2 separate regions of the Sus scrofa genome follow, and region 1 is linked to region 2. A link is a contact called in public Hi-C data. All regions are on one chromosome and are shown on one strand. The core of a region is the stretch at or near the end of the contact, and the rest is flanking DNA. Distances in the headings are between cores, read along the strand shown. Region 1 holds the start of ZMYM1 (zinc finger MYM-type protein 1). Region 2 holds the start of GJB3 (gap junction beta-3 protein).

Region 1 (6,874 bases), core at 69-2,568, 280 kb before region 2:
ATGGAAGCTGCAGCTGCTTTATAGCAATGTCAACACCAGATCTGAGGCTCATCTGTGACCTATGCCACTGCAGCAGCACCAGATCCTCTGAGTCCAGGGATAGAACTGCATCCTCAAAGACACCATGTTGGGTTCTTAACCTGCTGAGCCACAAGGTAAACTCCCTTGAGCTGGGTTTTAAAGTAGGGGTCTGGAGTTTCCCAGTGGCTCAGCAGGTTAAGGATCCAGCGTTGTCACTGCTGCGGCTGGCTGGGGTCGCTGCTGTGGGGAGGGTTTGATCCCTGACAGGAGAACTTTGGCATGTGTGGGAGCTGTCAAAAACAAACAAGCACCACCATAAAGGAGCTGTCTATGAAACAATGATGGGGGATAGTCAAGGTATAGGGATAGCTTGTGGAAAAACACAAACATATGAGAATTTTAAGAAATGAAGTTATTGTTGAAGATAAAGTAAGCGTGATAGTGGAAGGAAATTAAGTTAGAAAAGCATGGGTCATATCGGGAAGATCCCTGAACACCAAAAACCTTGAACTTAATTTTGTACATAGAAACTTTTGGCGTTAAGGAATCATTTCATTTGTATTTTTTTTTAATCTAAAAATTTATTTAATGCTCTTGCCTCAACCTAAGAGTTAAATGGGCAAAGTGTTGATTCCCGCTTCCATCACGGTTAAGAGTAATACAGTTCTTGCACCTTCATCTAATCCCCATTTCAAATCAGAATACAGCACGAGCCAAGATTTTAAAGTAATTAAAAATAAAAAAAACTTCTTTTGGCTCAGATCCTGTTACAACTCTACTTGCAAAAGGAGTTCCACGATTTTTTTAAGTTTGAAAAAAAATCATTCATTGCTTAACGAAGGAGAGCCACAGGTGTGATCAAATGTATGCTTTAGAAGCGGAAGCCGAGGAGGGAGACCAAAGGCTGAAATCCCAGTTACACCGCAGGAGCAGCAGGCGGCCGGCGAGAAACGTTGGAAGCTGTAGACCACGACACCCTACTCGGAGCGCAACGTGAAAGGAGACGACAAACACGACCCGGCGGCGTGACCCTGAACGCCCACCCCCATAAGGCGACATCCACACGCAGGCCGGGTCCCCAGAACCCGGGCCTCCCGGACACTTCATCCTCCCTCCGACTGGCGAAACTCTCCACCTACCTCGGGTAAAGCACAGGACTAAAGACCAACGCCACAGCCGCTCAAGGAGGTTCACAAGTTTCGCTGAAGGACGTTCACCGCGCCAGGATTCTCAAAGAAACTGCGACGCGAAATGGTCACACAGACCCCACCCCCTTCCCGTAGTGCTTTGCGGCCGAGCCTGCGCAGTGCACTCCGCTGGGCTTGGCTCCTGCTCCAGCAGTCGAAAAAGGAGGCTTTGGGACTAGAAAAGGGGTGGGAGAGGGGCGGGTTGGACTGGGCGGATAGGCGCTTAGCTATTAGCCCTTGAAGCCTTGTCTAGATGGCAGTCAAATTTAGCTAGAGCAGCAGCCGACGTTGACTTAGATAGAGCTCAGGAGAGGCAATTACATTTACTGAATTCGAGATATGGCTCTGTTGGCAACTTCGGTAACATACCAATTTCTTCACCAATTATCTCGGGATAATTATAGTGCCTACAGTATAAACTTGCGAAGATTAGGAAGATAATGGTTAGGAGTTCCCGCCAGTTCCTGGCATGGCGGGTTAAGGATGTCACCTTGCTGCACGTGGCTTGAATTCAGTCCCTAGCCCAAGAACTTCCACATGCCTTTGAGTGTGTCCAAAAAAAGAAAAGGCAATGGTTAGTAAAGTGCCAGGTATAGAGTATATTCCCACCAAAAAGAATTAATCTGCAGAGATAATGATAGGGATAGAATAGGATAGTTACACAGGTAGTTGTAGAAGTCCCACTAGGGGATTATATATAGGGAAAACTAAGGAACTTTGGGAGATCACTGTAAGTTAATAATTACTCAGGAAAGCCATCAGAATGTGGTGGAATGAAGCAGGTGTGCTTACCTATAAAACCATAAATAGAAGCATGATAAAGATGAAATGGGACCTACATTCAAGTTCAGCAAAAATAATGATCCTTAGGCTCAAGGACAGGAATTTAAGCTAAGGATGATATTCCAAAATAGGAGACCCTCATTATACAGAAACCTGAGATGATTCAACATATTTTAGTTTATGTTAGGTCCCTTCTGCTGATTTGAATAAGCACCACGAAAATCCTAGTTTGATCTCATAGGGTCAAATACTCTCTTACCTGATACAAAGGAGGAGCTAATGCTGTAAGCCTGAAAAATAAGGAAGAAGGAGGTCTTCTTCCCCTCCCCACTTTCCTTGGATTGTAATCTGATCCTAATCCTCAGGACAGAACCACCCCATCTGCCTGCTTGTATCCCTCACTGTCCTAGCCCAAGCTAGGGGTCCAATCAGAGCTACAGCAGCAGCAACACCAGATCCGAGCCACTTCTGCGACCTGCACCACAGCTTAAGGCTGTGCCAGATCCTTAACCCACTGAGCGAGGCCAGGGATAGAACCCGCAACCTCATGGTTCCTAGTCAGATTCATTTCTGCTGAGCCACGAAGGGAACTCCTCATGTCCTATTTTATATATCCATTTCTTTCCTATCACGTTGCCGCTCGCTGAGTTCCTTCTGCCCTAAGACACAAAAAAACTTGAGCAAGTCCAGACAACAGGTGAATGATTCTAATTTAAAAACTGTGGGTTTGGCAGTCCCACTGTGGTGCAATAGGATCAGCAGCCTCTTGGGAGCACGGGACGCAGGTTCAATCCCTGGCCTGGCACAGTAGGTTTGGCTCGGATCTGATCCCTGGCCTGGGAGCTCCATGTGGTGTGGGGCGGCCAAAAAAAAAAAAAAAACAACAACCAAAAAACACCTGTGAGTTCAAGTCCCAATCTGGGTTTTGGCTGCATTAAAGTCAAACGTGTTTTGGTTTCAATAAGAGAAAGAGAGTTCAGGCTTCTTCCATTTTGAGGAGCTCTCAGTATATTAACATTAAAATAATCTCAAAACGGTGTGGCAAAAAAAAAAATCATGGTTGTTTTAAACGCTATTTAAAAAATTTAACAGTCTCAACACCTCAACAAATAAGTATAGGATCAAACAGTTGTGCTATTCCTCAGGTCATAATAGGATGATAAAAGATAAAGTTTAATGATGAATTTAGGGGACCATGGAGATGTTACCACTAACAAGCTATGGCTTGAGCAAGTCCCTTGAGCTTTCTGAGCCTCAGTTTCTTCATCTGTAAAAATGGATTACAGTAAACCCCACTGGAGCTATTGGGAGGATTTGAGATATTTTATTTTATTTTTAGGGTCACACCCATGGAATATGGAAGGTCCAAGACTAGGGAGAGAATCAGAGCCACAGCTGCCAGCCTGCGCTACAGGCACAGCCATAAAGATCCGAGCCACATCTGCAACCTACACCACAGCTCAAGGCAATGCTGGATCCCTGACCCACTGAGTGAGGCCAGGGATCAAACCTACATCCTCATGAACACTATGTTGGGTTCTTAACCTGCTAAGTCACAATGGGAACTCATAAAATGTTATCTATTTATCTCCTAAATAGCCCCAATCATAACCTTGTATCACTTTATTTATTGTCTTTTTAGGGCTGTACCCATGGCATATGAAGGTTCCCAGGCTAGGGGTCAAATTGGAGCTGCAGTTGCTGACCTATACCACAACCACAGCAAGGCAGGATCCGAGCCACATCTGTGACCTACACCATGGCTCATGGCAACACTGGACCCTTAACCCACTGATCAAGGCCAGGGGTCAAATCCACATCCTCATGGATACTAATCAGGTTCATTATCGTTGCACCATGGCAGGAATTCCCTGTATCACTATTATAATGAGGAGAAACTTCATAAATTCAGGGGAAAAAAAAATCAAGAGTCATGGAGTTCTCTTGCGGCACAGTAGGTTAAGGATCCAGCACTAGCATTGCAGTGGCTTGGGTCACTGCTGTGGCATGGGTTCAGTCCCTGGCCAAGGAACTTCCATATGCTGTGTGCGTGGCCAAGAAAAATAAAATCAAGAGTCAAAGAATGATGCAAAATAGTAATACATGATTACTTGTTAGTACACAACAAGCACTAATCAGCTTTTTAGTACACAGCTAATTGGCAATAAGTGAAAAATGTGCAACGGAGAGAATAAGAATGAATCATAATTCTGTTTTTCTCCTGGAAGAGCCCGTCTCCATCCTTAAGATTGTTTACGCTAAAATAAGTTTTTTTTAAAAAGCACCCTAATTATGTGTCTCAGGACAACCATTTGAAATACATTCTGGGTTTTATTTTCTGGTTATCACACAAACTCAAATGAAACTTTCTGTCTAGGTCTTGCTCTGCATCTCTGCCTGATATACACTTTCTCTGGTTTTGAAAATGGATATCTTTGTTACATCTCATACCCTAGTAGGTAACACAATAGGGGGGCAGCTAGTCACTAGGTAAATATTTGTTTAATGAACTGAATAGGTGAATGTATCCTTTCTGCCTCAGGATATATTTGTTTCTATTTCTCAATGTAATTCTTTCGACTATGAATTCAAATGACAAAGTACTAAATAAACTCACCTTGAAACTGGCTTATTTTTTCTTTTTTTCTTTTCAGGGCCACACCCATGGCATTTGGAAGTTCCTGGGCTAGGGGTTGAATAACAGCTGCAGCTGCTTGCCTACACCACAGCCACAGTGAAGCCAGATCTGAGCTGCACCTGCAACCTATGCCACAGCTTTCAGCAATGCCGGATCATTAACCCTCTGAGTAAGGCCAGGGACTGAACCTGCATCCTCATGGATACTATTCGGGTTCTTAACCCACTGAGTCACAGTGAGGACACCCAATAATACTTTCTTTGTGGAGTTGCTGAGATCAGATGGGATAATGTATGTAAAGCATGATATCTGCCCTAAAGTAGGTGCTGAAAAGGAGTTCCTGTTGTGGTGCAGTGGTTAATGAATCTGACTAGGAACCATGACGTTGCAGGTTCAATCCCTGCCCTTGCTCAGTGGGTTAACGATCAGGCGTTGCCTGAGCTGTGGTGTAGGTTGCAGACGCAGCTCGGATCCTGAGTTGCTGTGGCTCTGGCGTAGGCCACTGGCTGCGGCTCTGATTGGGTCCCTAGGGAGCAGCCCAAGGAATGGCAAAAAGAACAAAAAAAAAGAAGTAGGTGCTGAATAAATTAATTATTATTAAAAAATATCTGTTGAGTGTTGTTTATGTGACAGGCACTGTACTAGATGGTGGTAATTTTTTTTTTTTTTTTTTTTTGTCTTTTTGCCATTTCTTGGGCCACTCCCGAGGCATATGGAGGGTCCCAGGCTAGGGGTCGAATTGGAGCTGTAGCCACTGGCCTACGCCAGAGCCACAGCAACGCGGGATCCGAGCCGCGTCTGCAACCTACACCACAGCTCACGGCCATGCCGGATCCTTAACCCACTGAGCAAGGCCAGAGATCGAACCTGCAACTTCGTGGTTCTTAGTTGGATTCGTTAACCACTGCGCAAGGACGGGAACTCCCAGTGGTGGTAGTTTTTTAAAAAAACGCACCAAGATAGACAAAAGTTCCTCCCTTCCTGAAGCAGCTCTAGTGGGGGATTTTGACATGTAAATAGATATTGCCAACTTGAGGCTATGATAATGGAAATGAAACAGGAGGGAAGGGAGTAGGATACAATCCTTTAAAGAATGACATAGACCATGAGGATACAACAAAAACCTATTGGAACCAACCAGGTCCAAGATACCATTAGACCTTGAACCTGATTATATGCTCATTGTAATACAATGGCAGCTAAATGACACACCCAGAGGCACAAAAGGCCAAAAGCCAAAAGCGGCCCAATTCCTGGAAATTTCCCCCCTTTCCCTGAAATAGTTGGAATAATCCTCCCAATTATTAGCCTATGCAATAACCCAGCCTATTAAAAAAATCACCCATTTCAGGGCTGCTGTCTTGCCTTTTGAGACAGGAACTTAAGTATGTCCTGAGACCACGTGTGTAATTATTTTTTTTTCTTTTTAAAGCTGCACCTGAGGTGTTGCAGAGACATGTTTCTACAACATTTTCTTAGCCTCTTTGCTGAAAACTCCATCTTGTCCTTCTTTACTTTACCTCATCTTCCTGCTTTATCCAATCTTCCTGCTTGGAAAAACAGTCACAGTGCTGGTTAAATGACTTAAGCTTAAGAACAAAGACTGTTATATGCCTAAAGGTCAGAGTAAAAGCTTAACTTTTTACCAGCTAAGTGGCTTTTAAAATAGTAAAAGAGGAGTTCCCGTCGTGGCGCAGTGGTTAATGAATCTGACTAGGAACCATGAGGTTGCGGGTTCGATCCCTGCCCTTGCTCAGTGGGTTAACAATCCGGCGTTGCCGTGAGCTGTGGTGTAGGTTGCAGACGCGGCTGGGATCCTGCGTTGCTGTGGCTCTGGCGTAGGCCGGTGGCTACAGCTCCGATTCGGCCCCTAGCCTGGGAACCTCCATATGCCGCGGGAGCAGCCCAAGAAATAGCAACAACAACAACAAAAGACAAAAGACAAAAAGACAAAAAGAAAAAATAATAATAAAAGAACTTACAAAATAGTAAACAAACCCTATATCCTCCACCCATAGCCCCTCCTCACTTGATCTCATCTAAAGAGCCCAATAAAAGTGTGTGGTTTCTTGAGGCAGTGCTCTTGGTCCCTGAGACCTTGAGTCCCCCAGTTCCCACCTTTACTTAAGATAAATGTCTCTGTGTCTTGTTTTATGTTAACTCTTTTCCTTAAGTTCCACAGCACCCGTTCTTCAGGCCTATCCTGCTGAGCTGGTCTCGGCACTGAGGCATGTGGAATCCTGGA
Region 2 (7,106 bases), core at 4,135-6,634:
GCTGGGTGCCGAAGCTTGCACCTTGTCATCACTGGAGTCTGGGCCCAGCTCCCCGGCCTCCACCAGCTTGTGGTGGCAGCGGCAGGTGGAGGCCCGGCTGGCAGAGGACGGGGGGCTGCCGCCTCGGGGGGTCCTCTTCTTGGGAAGGCTTCGCACAATCCTGTGGAAGATGAGGTAGCAGATCTCGCAGAAGGTGAGCACGATGCAGACGGCGGAGGCGCCCACCATGAAGTAGGTGAAGAGCTTCTTCTCCGTGGGCCGGGCGATGTAGCAGTCCACGATGTTGGGGCAGGGGGCCACGTTGGCGCACTGGACCAGGCGGGGCATGCCGAAGCCGTACCACAGAGTGTGCAGCAGGTAGAGGAAGAGGAACTCGATGATGAGCTTGAAGATGAGGCTGAGCAGGTAGGTCCACCACAGGCCGCCGTGCTTCTTGCCCGCGTTGTCGTATAGCTTGGCGCAGTGGTCGCCGTGCTTCTGGCGGTGCCGCCGCTCCCGCTCCTCCCGGTAGGCCACGTGCAGGATGACCAGCAGCGACGGGCACGTGACAAAGATGAGCTGCAGGGCCCAGAGGCGGATGTTGGAGATGGGGAAGAACTCATCGTAGCAAACGTTGGTGCAGCCCGGCTGCTTGGTGTTGCAGTCAAAGTCCTTCTGCTCATCCCCCCACACACGCTCGGCGGCCACCACATACACCAGCACGCGGAAGACGAACACCACCGACAGCCAGATGCGCCCGAAGGCTGTGGAGTACTTGTTCACCCCACTCAGTAGGGCTTGGAGTGTCTTCCAGTCCATGGTGCCTGGTGAGGGCGCTGGGGGCCGTGCCCACCTGGCAGAATAGGAAAAACCATATGTTAATGAATGGGTGACATTTATGGAGCATTTATATAAACCAAGGGCTGTTCTGAATTCTTGTTTTTTTTTTTTTTTTTGTCTTTTTAGGGCTGCGCCCTCGGCCCATGGAGGTTCCCAGGCTAGGGGTCCAATCGGAGCTGTAGCTGCCAGCCTACGCCACAGCCACAGCAATGCCAGATCCAAGCCAAGTCTGCCACCTGCACCACAGCACACAGCAATGCTGAATCCTTAACTCAATGAGCAAGGCCAGGGATCGAACCTGTGTCCTCATGGATGGTAGTCAGATTTGCTTCTGCTGAGCCACAGTGGGAACTCCTGTCTTGAATTCTTTATGTGGATGGATTCCTTTGATCATTGTAGGGACCCTATGAGATCAGGACTATTACTCTTCCTAAGCTACAGGGAGGAAACAGGCACAGAGAGGTTAGGTAACCTGCCCCAAATCACAAAGCTAGTATGCCAGAAGGAAGGGAATGTGCATCTGCTGATAATAACAATTATTATTTACTAAGCACTTATGATGAGCCAGGCAAGGAGCTAAACACTTTATGTGAAGGATCTCCTTTAAACCTTATAAGGACCCTGTGAGCCAGATAAAATTATGCATCTCATTGACAGATGCAGAAACTAATAATTAGTTGTGGCTCAGCGGGTTACAAACCTGATGAGTATCCATGAGGATGTGCGTTTGATCTCTGGCCTCGCTCAGTGGGTTAAGGATCCAGTGGCATGGCGATGAGCTGTGGTATAGGTCGGAGATGCTGCTCAGATTAAAAAAAAAGAAGAAAAGAAAAAGAAACTAATAATCAAATTACAAAACACTCTGTGCACACATAGTACGTGCTCAATAATTGCTGGCTAGTCATTATGAAATCTTGAGAGGTCAAGTCACTAATTTAAAACTAACTTTGGGAGTTCCCTTCATGGCTCAGTGGTTAACAAACCCAACTAGGATCCATGAGGATGCAGGTTTGATCCCTGGCCTTGCTCAGTGGGTTAAGGATCTGGCGTTGCCGTGAGCTGTGGTGTAGGTTGCAGATGCGCTTGGATCTGGCGTTGCTGTGGCCATGGCATAGGCTGGCAGCTACAGCTCTGATTGGACCCCTAGCCTGGGAACCTCCATATGCCTCGGGTGCAGCCCTAAAAAGCAAAAACAACAGCAACAACAACAAAAAACCAAAACAACTAGCTTTGAAGTTCCCATTATGGTGCAGCTATAACGAACCTGACTTGTATCCATGAGGATGCGAGTTTGATCCCTGGCCCCCTTTAGTGGTTAAGGATCCGGCATTGCTGTGAGCTGTGGCGTAGGTCACAGACTTGGCTTGGATCCTGTTACTGTGGTTTTGGTGTAGGGCGGCAGCTACGGCTCTGATTCCAGCCCTAGCCTGGGGACCTCCATATGCAGAGAGTGTGGCCCTAAAAAGACAAAAGACAAATAAAACAAAACAAAAACACAACTAGCTTGGGATTCAGGGCTGGGCTTTCCACCACTTCCTCTCCTTCTCTGCTGGATGCCTGCCCTGGACCAGGTTCTCAAAATTAACTTGTTGGTGCCTCGCTACTGTCCTGTGAACTTGGTGTTTATGAAGCCCATTCTACAGAGAGGAACCTAGGGCTTAGAGAGGGGGAAAGACCCTCCCCAAGGTCTCAGAGTGGGTGGTGAAGTTAGGAGCCCAGTTCAGGTTGGGGGGTGCGAGCAGGGGGTATTTCCCTGGTTCCTTTGGACACCAGATCTAGGGAAAAATCTACAGACACCCCTCTCCGCTTCCCCTGTGCCAGATCCTGGGGGAGCTCCAGCCACCACAGCCATGCCGGATACTCGGGCTCTGTGAAGGGAAACATGCTTCGTTCAGGTCGCCGGATCACACACCTCCCTCCCAGTCCTGGATTGACTCAGGGAGTGGACTGGTGGGTCTGCCTCGGTGCACCTAGTGTCTGCATGCAGCAGAGGTGTGGGCTTATGTGTACATTCGGGTGCTCCTGCAGCTACTCTGTGACTCTGAGCATGCATGATGCCTGCAGGTCCACCCCCTGGGCCACTGCTTCTCACCCTTCCACTGCCACCACCCTGCTCCAGGCCACCATCATTCTGTTAATGCCGTGGGCTCTTGGTTGGCTCTTGGAGTCCATTAAGTCAGATCGCATGACTCCCTTATTTAAAGCTTTCTCCTATCTTAACATTACACTTAGAATGAAATCCCAGATTCTACATTCTCACCCTATGCTCTTACATGCCCGCCCCCCTCCGCCCCGCACCACTGCCTCTCAATGCCCAGGCTACGATGGGGGCCTCCGGGGCTTTGTAATTACTCCTGCTGCTTGGAATGCTCTTCCTCCAGAACCTTGCATGGCTGGCTCCTTCTCATCAATGAGGGCTCTGCTGAAACATCCTCTCTGTAGAGGCCTCCCCAGATAACCCTGGATCTGGAAGTCCCTGCCCTCCCAGTCAATCTGCTCCCATCCCCTTTGTTTTCTTCCTAGAATTTAATCACCATTGGGAATTAAAGTATTTGTTTAATCATCTACTTCTGAATTTCATGAATTTCTGTTTCACAAGGGTGATATATACACTGGCAGCAGCACACAATACAATTCTTAGTATTAAAAAAAGTGTCTGTGGAGTTCCTGTTGTGGCGCAGTGGTTAACAGATCTGACTAGGAACCATGAGGTTGTGGGTTCGATCCCTGGCCTCGATCAGTGGGTTAAGGATCCAGCGTTGCCGTGAGCTGTGGTGTAGGTTGCAGACGCGGCTCAGATCCTGTGTTGCTGTGGCTCTGGCATAGGCCGGTGGCTACAGCTCCGATTGGACTCCTAGCCTGGGAACCTCCGTATGCTGCGGGAGCGGCCCAAGAAATGGCAAAAAAGACCCCCCCCCCAAAAAAAAAGGGTCTGGAGTTTCCTGGTGGCCTAACGGTTCAGGATCCTGTGTTGTCTGTGCTCTTGCTCAGGTGCCTGCAGTTCTATCCCTGGCCTGGAAACTTCCACATGCAGTGGGGGTGGAGGCGAGGAAGTGTCTTTGCTACTCACTCCTTCTAAGACCTGTCCTTTGCGGAGGGACACTGGGATGTATAGAGAAAGTAGGATCACAGTTGAATTGGAGACTCAGCTCTACCCCTTCTACGTGAGTGACTTCCAAGATTTCCTAATCTCCTTGACTTTCTTTCCTTATCTCTAAAGGGAAATCATTCCTACTTTCTTGAGTATCATAAAAAACCATTCCCTCCCCAGCCTGCCACTCACCTGGTGAGAGTTCAAGAAACCTGCAGGGGAGGTTGGAGCCTCCTCGGGACAGCCCAGGGAGGAGAGGGGCCCTGACAGGGGCTTCCACCTGACACCCTCCCTGGAGGGCCCACCTGGGGGCAACCTCCTCTTTCGCCCCCACCTTCCCTTCCAGTCGTGTCTGCCTAGTCCTGCCTGACACACCCTAGGGACTCACTGGCAAAGAATTTCCCTCCAAGCCCTGGCCCGGGACCGGTGGAGCCGGTTCTGGTTCCCCCTGCAGTCCCCCAACACCGGCTCCCAGCTATCCGCTTTTCGCCTGTCGGGAGGCGGGGGGTCGGGGTAGGGAGCCAAGCCGCACCCAGCTTTTATCACCACTCCGTAATGCCCACCGCCCCCCCCTCCTCGGAACACCCCCACCTCCCCCGGCCCCGGCCCCCAAAAGTCTTGGTCGATTCCCGGCGTCTTGGCTGTTTGCGGACGTGGGAGGGACTCTGCAGGAATCTTCCGCAGCTAGAGCGCCCACCGCACCCAGAACCAAGGGGTGAGAAGCCAGATGGGGAGTGGGGTGGGGGAGAGTCCTTCCACCGCCTCCCATCCTCTCACCCCACCGTCTCAGCCTAACCCGAAGGCAGGATCGAGCCCCAGCCCCGCCTCGGGTCGCGGGGTCGGGGTGCGGGCGCCCCGCACTTACCCGCAGCGGCGAGGCCAGCGGGGGGGCCGGGACCCCAAGTCTTCGAGACCCGCAGCAGAGGAGATCTGGGTGCGAACTGCGACTCTGTAGTCGCGGCGAGACGCGTGGCGTCAGGCACACCCCGGGGGCGGCGTGGAGGAGGGAGGGTCGGGGGAGGAGCTTGAGAGCTGGCCCGCCGCAGGGGGTCTGGTTCTAGCCGCAACGCTGCCACTCGGTCCCCTGGCAACCTACTCCGGGGCTTGAAACCTTAGCCTCGGTTTCTTCGCGTGTGAAATGGGGGCAGCGGTGGCCCTGGGCAGGGCTGTGGCAAAGGCTCCAGTGAGATTCGCGGTGTGAAGCGCTCTAAACGAAGCGCCAAGTGGTCCCCGGACGGGCTGCAATCAAGACTCGCCCACGTGTTACCACGGGGACTCAGTCAGCGCCCTGCGGGTCACTGTCTCCGCCTAGCACTTGGCCTCGACTCTGCGTGAGGACACTCCCGGCGGCTGCCCTCCCGCATTAGTTCCTGGCTCAAACTCGGTGTCCTCGAATGGGGTATGCACACTTTGCAGAACCAGGGTAGGGGGCAGCAGGAAGAGGCGCTGTACCTGGAAAGGAGATTGGTGGGGGGGGGGAATCCCTTGTCCAGGGGCGAGGGCTGGAATGGGGGGAGGTCGTTGCCAGGAACTACTAAGAGGGGCAGATCCTACCGAGGCCGGGGAGGGGGAGTTAAGAGGGAGGTGGAAGAGCGGAGCCTGTGGCTTTAGACCCCCTGCAGGGGGAGGCGGTTTTGTGTATGTGTGTGTGTGTGTGTCTGGGGCTGGGCGGGGCTGGGCTGAACTGGACTCTGGGGACAAGGACTCTTTTATTTACCAGTGTAAACAAACAGACTAGGAACCTAGTGAGAGCCCTTGAGCCTCAGCCTGGTCGGGGAACTCCCAGGGTTTCCGGCCTCCCGGGGAGTCCTGGGAATCCTAGCCACCAAAGGGACTGAGTCTTCCCTGTCTCATCTGAGATGATGTTAGCAGGAGAGTGACTGTACATGGCATTTTCCCAGGCTTGTACTGGCTTATGCCTGTGGCCCTGGCGTAATTAATAATACCCCTTTAATTCTCAAAAGTACCCCCAAACTTGGGAAGATCAATTACACCATCACTCTACCTACTACTCTGGGTAGAAAACTAACACTTCAGGGGGTTGGGGTGGGGGGGCTCGGAGACATCTGTGCCAGACATTGTCCCTCGGGCTTTATTTTGTTGTCACAGTGCCCAGTGAGGAAGGTATAAGCCTTCCTACTTTTTTTTTTTTTTTTTTTTTTTTTTTTGTCTTTTTGCTATTTCTTTGGGCCGCTCCCGCGGCATATGGAGGTTCCCAGACTAGGAGTTGAATAGGAGCTGTGGCCACCGGCCTACACCAGGGCCATAGCAACACTGGATCCGAGCCGCGTCTGCAACCTACACCACAGCTCACGGCCACGCCGGATCGTTAACCCACTGAGCAAGGGCAGGGATCGAACCCGCAACCTCATGGTTCCTAGTCGGATTTGTTAACCACTGCGCCACGACGGGAACTCCAGCCTTCCTACTTTTATGAATGAGAAAACTGAGGCACCCAGAAGTTGGGAGACTTGCCCACTGTCACAGATAAGTAGGAGCAGAGCCAGCTGTGAAGGCCTCAGCTGTGCTGAGTTTCTGGATTGGGCAAAGCCACAGGGTTCCCCCTGCAGAGGTCATTTTTGCTTTGAAAATCATTGCTGAGGAGTTCCCATTGTGGCTCAGGGGGTTAAGAACCCAGCGTTGTCTCTGTGAGGATGCATGTTCAATTCCCAGCCTTGTTCAATGGGTTAAGGATCTGATGTTGCCTCAAGCTGTGGCATAGGCCAGCAGCTTCAGTTCTGATTCGACCCCTAGCCCGGGCACTCCCATATGCCACAAGTGTGGCCATAAAAAGAAAAAAAAAATCATTGCTGAGACAACAGTGCTGGGGTGTTCTGGGTGCTTCTCTGCATGTGTCTGTGTGAGGAGATGTGTGAATATGATGGTGTCCTATGTGTTGGGGGGGGGTCCGTATTGCCGCCTGTTCCCTGCTGCCTCTTGCTCTGCTGCATTTCAGAGCAAAACTTCTTCCTCCCTTCCTCGCCTGGATCTCCAGGGGCCAAGTCCAACAACCTTGACCCTGCCCTATTCTCCTGCACTTTCAGAAGCACCTGACACAGCTGACTACTCCTTCCTTCTCAAAACACTTTCTTCCCTTGGCAGCCACCCTCATAATTTCCTTGCCCCTCGGAGACCTCACATTCCGGTCTCAGCCTCTTCTCTCCTGGGTGAGCTCACCCAGTCCTGGGCTTCCAGC

The links. A called contact is a pair of places that touch in the nucleus more often than the background predicts.
Region 1: a contact with region 2 is called in a Hi-C map of liver, with 4 times the contacts expected there. The contact joins the promoter of ZMYM1 here to the promoter of GJB3 in region 2. A contact is called at or near these places in 2 of 47 Hi-C or Micro-C datasets (epiblast stem cells and liver).

Annotation. Positions count from the first base shown.
Region 1 is chr6:91,306,598-91,313,471 of Sscrofa11.1, reverse strand. It overlaps ZMYM1 (zinc finger MYM-type protein 1), which reads right to left and starts at 1,318. Exons shown (of 11, transcript XM_021095889.1): 1 at 1,161-1,318.
Region 2 is chr6:91,029,656-91,036,761 of Sscrofa11.1, reverse strand. GJB3 (gap junction beta-3 protein) reads right to left here and starts at 5,384. Exons shown (of 3, transcript XM_021095864.1): 1 at 4,776-5,384; 2 at 1,520-1,619; 3 at 1-832. The coding sequence starts at 798.